Regions from separate parts of the Ovis aries genome. Here region 1 is linked to region 2. The links are chromatin contacts, called in public Hi-C maps. All regions are on one chromosome and are shown on one strand. Each heading gives the region's core, a stretch centred on a gene start, on an enhancer-like site or on the middle of the called end of the contact. The rest is flanking DNA. Distances are from core to core; before and after follow the strand shown.

The links. Hi-C and Micro-C count contacts between places; a contact is called where the count stands out from the background.
Region 1: a contact with region 2 is called in a Hi-C map of muscle, with 2.4 times the contacts expected there. The contact joins the promoter of REV3L here to the enhancer-like site in region 2. A contact is called at or near these places in 4 of 16 Hi-C or Micro-C datasets (hypothalamus, muscle and tail adipose tissue).

The regions. Positions count from the first base shown.
Region 1 is chr8:26,245,731-26,248,430 of ARS-UI_Ramb_v3.0, reverse strand. It overlaps REV3L (REV3 like, DNA directed polymerase zeta catalytic subunit), which reads right to left and starts at 1,445. Exons shown (of 32, transcript XM_060419486.1): 1 at 966-1,445. The coding sequence starts at 1,104.
Region 2 is chr8:26,071,490-26,074,189 of ARS-UI_Ramb_v3.0, reverse strand. All of the region lies in intron 12 of FYN (FYN proto-oncogene, Src family tyrosine kinase), which reads right to left. Among named protein-coding and RNA genes, the nearest start is that of TRAF3IP2, 63 kb to the left of the region's middle. Within about 2 kb of position 1,394, at least 40 of the 54 cell types and tissues checked have an H3K27ac peak or open chromatin away from gene starts, as enhancers often do. A contact at or near this core is called in hypothalamus, muscle and tail adipose tissue, where this site is marked.

The DNA.
Region 1 (2,700 bases), core at 196-2,695, 170 kb before region 2:
AGAGCTTCCGAGAACGTAGCTTCTGTCTCCCCACCCCACTTGTTCGAAATAGTTTTTGAAAACAAAACAGCCTATTAAAAAGTGTCTTGTCGTAAACGTACATGTATTTAAAATGCAATCCTGCAACCCAGCATAGGGACATTTCTTTAATGTTTGCGTTGCTGGGCTTAGCTGTGGTTCTTATGAAATTGACGCTATTAAGTGGGATGTTTTACACTGGGCGACATAAACATGCATTTCCTTCTTCCGCGGATACACACTTCCCTGAAAGCAACGCACCTGGGGGCGCAGCCCTGCCCCCAGACTCCGAGGGTTTACTTGAAACTCTAAGCAGTTACGATCTGCCCTCACAGCAGAACCACAGGGTCACTTCAATGAGAAAGATTATCTGGCCCCAGGCGCCACTCTTAAGCCCACAGCATCTCCAGAAGGGGCAGAGGAGAGCGCTGCTGAGAAGAGGCGACGAGGAGCGACTGACAACAGAGCTGACACTTCCCTACTCCTCAAGCCGCGTCCAGCAAGGGGCACTTGGGAGACGCAGAGGCTGTCCGAGGTCCCACCAGTCACCCACCTCAGAGGGGGGCCCTGCGCGCCCGCTCACGGAAGACATGGCGCGGCCACCTGACCCCGTCCTCCGGGGCGAGAGCGACGCCCGCTCCGCCTGCCCGCGCGACCCCGAGTGTGCGGACCCGGCTCCCGACCGCCCCACGCAGTGTAAACACTCGGCGCCCGCCGCCTCCCCGCCTGGGGTTGGATGGGGGGAGGAGGGGGCGGAACGCTCTCGCGGACCCACATTTTTGCGCCTCTTGTCATGCTCGGGAGGAAAAGGCGAGCAGGGCGAAGGGGAGGGAAGACGCGGCGGCGATCAGCCGAGAGGGCCGGCGCCGGCGGCGTGCGCGCGAGTGCGCGGCGGGGAGAGCTGCCCGGGCGCCCGCCGCTCCCGCCCGCGCCCCGCGCCCGCTTACCTGCCGGGGTCGCTCCGAAGATTCGCACCACCGGCACCTTCTTGACAGGGGCCTGGGTGAGGGGGGATTGGCAGATATCCAGCCCCTGCAGCGGGCTGGCCATGTAGTAGTCGGCAGTCACTATCCTCACTGAAAACATGTTTGCCGCCGCCGCCGCCGCCTCCTCTTCACTAGCGACCTGGCAACGGCAGCAGCAGCGGCGGTTCCTTCCGCAGCGGCGGCCCCACAGCAGCGGCGGCGGCGGCGGCGGCGCCCCCTCCCCTCACACTCAGACACGGCGAGCCGCGGCGGCGGGCGGGGCGGCGTGGGCACTGCTGCCGCCGCCTCCTCAGGAGCACCCGGCGAGGGGCGACCGGGGAGAAGCCCTCGCGCTTTCGTCGGTGCTGCTGCTGGTGCTACCGCCACTGCCGCCGCCGCCGGGAATTACACGGGCTCCTCGGTCCCCGGCTGCAGCTCTTGTTGCCATGATGATGATGTCACGGACGCAACCACTGGGGGAGGGGAGAAGGGGTTGTGTGTGTGTGAGCGTGTGGGGCGAAGGGAGGGCCAAGAGTAGTTGGGGGAGGGGACACGGCGGGAAAGGGAGGGAGCGGGGCGGGCACCCGAGCGGGACACCCAAGCGGGGGGCCGAGTAGGTGTTTTTCTCCCCCCGCCCCCGGGCACGCCGCGAGGGCGGAGGCTGCAGGAGAGCCGGGCCCGCGCTGGGCACGGGGAATCGATGACTCGGCCGGTGGGCACGGCCACCTGGGGTGAGGGGCAGCGGAGGGAGGGGGCGGCGGAGCACCGATGTCATGGATGGGCTCGGAGGGCCCGGCGGGGAGGGGGGCGCCAGTGTTCAGGGTCGTTTTTTGGCGGCTAGGCGGGATTGGCCGGAGCCGCGGCGATCGCGCTCGCCTCGCCGACCGCCATTTCACATCCTGCAGAGAAGGCGGGGGCAGCCGCGGAAACGGCCTTTTACAAGGTAAGAAAACCCGCCCGGGGGAGCGGGGCGGGGTGGAGGGGGTAGGCGAGCCGCAGATCTCGTGCCGCCTCGGCCTCGCGGGAGGCGGGGGTGGCGGACGCAGCCGGCCCTTCTCAGGTAACGCTGCGGCCTCGCGCGCGGCCCGGGGGCGGCGCGAGGGGCGGGGGCGCGCGAGCGCGGGCTTCGGCCTATAAAAGGGCCGCCCCGCCGTTCCCTCCCGAACGTGCGAGACGCCGGGCCCCCGCCTCTGCCGCCGTTCTGCAGTGTCTGCACCCGGCCGCTTAATGAGATTTATTCACGCTCGGCTCTGCTCATCTTTGCCAGGGGTTGGCAGATCCAGTGCACAGGGATTTCCCACCGCAGTGTTTTTCTCCCGCCCCTTTGCTTCCCTCTCGCCGTAGTATATCCTTCCTTGGTTTCCTCCCGGGGCCCGCCGGCTGCGTCCCGGGCGCGCGCCTGGACATGTAAGGACTTGTCAGTTCCCAGTGACCTCCCTCCTCCCCTGCCTTCTTCGGCGGAATGTAGGATTAAGAGCCCTTCAGCGAAATTTTCGGCCAAAGAAAAAGGCCCATGAAAGTCACCGCATCAGATGTGGACTCCCAGTGTTACTCATTAATGGTTTGTGTGAGGGTTTACTAGCCTAAGGCCAGAAAGCAAAAGGGAAGGCCCGTTAGACGAAACAACTTCATCCAAAAAGGAGGGGTGCAGTTGTGAAAGCAAGGGGTTAAAAAAAAGTGTAGTAAGCGATGCAGCTGAGTTGTCCATAATATTGGA
Region 2 (2,700 bases), core at 145-2,644:
CTTGCCTTCTCCCATCACCTTCCTCCCAAGGTTGACCAATGACAACTCAGGAGAACTCTCACTGGCAACACAAAAGCAAAGAATGAAGTTAACCAGCATCTCCAGAAATCATGCTGTCTGGTTCCCGTGCTCTCAGGGAGGAGCTCTAAGATTCATCAGCAAGACTTTGTCTGGGACTTCCCTGCTGGTCCAGGGGTTAAGACTGTGCTCCCACTGCAGGGGGCACAGGTTCAATCCCTGGTTGGGGAACTAAGATCCTGCACGCCACCAGCACGGCCAAAAAACAAACAAAGAAAAGACTTGCCTGAAGTGCTGAATGTGTGTGCATGTATGTGTGTGTGCATATGTATGTGTGTGTGTGTGTGTGGGGGGGGAGGTGGTTGGGACTTCTGGAAGTGATTATTTTGGGTGGAACTGAAGAAAGGAGGGCCCCTGCTTGCTGTTCTAGAACACCAGAATGCTGACTAACTCCAAGGATACTTCCAGCATTCCAAGAACTACAAGGAAGGCAAAGGCAGAACTAAATCTCTGACGCACACTCTGGATACGATGGAGACTGTATCTGTGGCCTTTTCTCTAGAACAAAAGGCAAGAGAGCTGCATGTAGTGCTCTGGAAGCAACTGTATGCTGCCGTTCAGGGTGGTGAGAATTCAGACTGAAGTCAAAACACACGTCTGAAATTGAGCTCAACACAGACGTCATCTGGTCACCCCTAGCAGGGGCAGTGGGCCTGGGTCAGTCCGACATCATGTCACAAAGCCTGCTAGGCGGCAAGGGACGCGGGTTGGAGATACTGCTCAGAAACAGCTGGTGGTCATACCAAGGGTCTGGCTGGGAGTCAGGAAGAAACGGAAGGAAGAGAGGATGTAGAGCAGACGATAACCACTTTGGGGTGCTTTCCCATACCACTCCCCCAGCCCCCGCCCGTGCCTCTGGGGAGACCAGCCCCGTGCTGCTGTGTACCCTCCTCCAAAACACTGGACAGCTTTCACATGCACTGGCTGCCCCTGATTATCAGGATGATGCAAACGCAGGAGATCCTCTGTCAGCAAAGCAAGACAAGGAAGCCAAGTGACATTCTTGATGTTTGATGGCAGTCTGTAGTGCCTATTTACACACTTTAAAATCACAGAGGGTGACCATCTGCTTCCTTCTTGATGATTACTAAGGAACGTGGGTGCACAAACCAAGGACTTGCTCTGACCATTCAGAAACAACTGCCAAATTGCTCTGCTCAAGACAGCACAAAGGAGGGGGAGAGAGAGAGAGAGAGAGAGAGAGAGAGAGAGACCAACCCATATGGAATACAAAACGTGACCGCCCAGTGCAGAGAAGAGGAAAGATATTCAGACAAGCTGAGCTCTCGGTGACCAGGGCTTACAGCAGGCCCATCAGTCCCCCTCCCTTCTGCCCCCCAGGTGCAGAGTCAGGGAGCAGCCAGGCTATGGGGATGGAATGAATCCGTGTCCTCCCAGCAAACAGTTTTAATTTTAAAAGAGACAGTGGAGGAGGCAGGGTTGAGTTTTCCTTTCCTTTTAGTCTTTGGCTTGCCCCGCGTCCCTTTTCAGAGGAAAACACGATCTGCCCCACCCATCAGCCTCTCTCGGGCAGCCTGACCACTCCCCGCAGCGCAGAACCTGACCCCGGAGCTCCGCGGTGGGTGCGCAGATAAACAAAGCGCCCCTCTCGGAAAAGCCGGTGGAAGCCCGGCCGCCGGGGGCGGAATACAAATGAAGGCTCTCTCTGCCTGTGACGGAAGTGCACCAAACTCGGAATCTGGGAGGCTTGATTGGAACCAGGCTGGGCTCCGGCACGCAGCTCTCTCAGCAACAGCAGGAAGGAGGGCTGGGAGGGCCTGGCCAAGGGCAGGGAGTTCTGCGGGGAGAACCTTGGGCTCTCAGCAGGACCCCCCGCCCCCCACCCCCGGGACCAGCGACCCTGACCGAGCCCAGCGGCACGGTCAGTTCAAACAAATAAGCTTCCTGCTCCATGCTTAAAACAATAGCTGAGCTGGAAAGGGTTTGCTTTTTGTCAAAGGATGATTTGCTTCTCTAGCACGGGAAGAATTAGATTAAATTCAATAATTAAAAGGGTTTCGTCCCCCTCCTCCTCCCCTGACATTTGCTGTTCAGGTCACAGCACACTGTGTGGGAATGGCAATGCCGTTGTTGACAGAGAACAAGAAACGCATGTGCCGCCGGGAGCAGGGAGGGCATCTCGCGGCGAGATCAGCCTTGATCTGCCTCCGGATTACAGGGGCCTCAGAAGAGGCTGATTAATAATTCTGCAGGAGCCCTTGAGCTGGAAAGCTGGCGTTCTGAGTCTGATAATCCCCAGTCGTGGCAGTACAAAGGAAGGACAGGAATTGAATTCACAGTTCTGAATGGTGAAATACAAAATCTGAAAGAAGCAGGGATCTGCTTCTTCCTGACTGTGTTTGTCAACCTAGCTGCCTGCTTGTTTGTGTTAAATGGCTACTGTGCTTTTTGAATCCAAAATCTGATTATATTTAATTAGTACAGGCATCTGGGATTTCTAATACACAAAGAGTTATTAAAGTAACAAATCTTTCTAAAATATGTTCTCCATGAAAGAATGTGTTAATTTATGCAGCAGCAATTTTTTAACATGAAATAATTAACATGAAAACTGCAACAATTATGAATTCTTTGCAGTCTAATTTATATGGGAATTTTCCT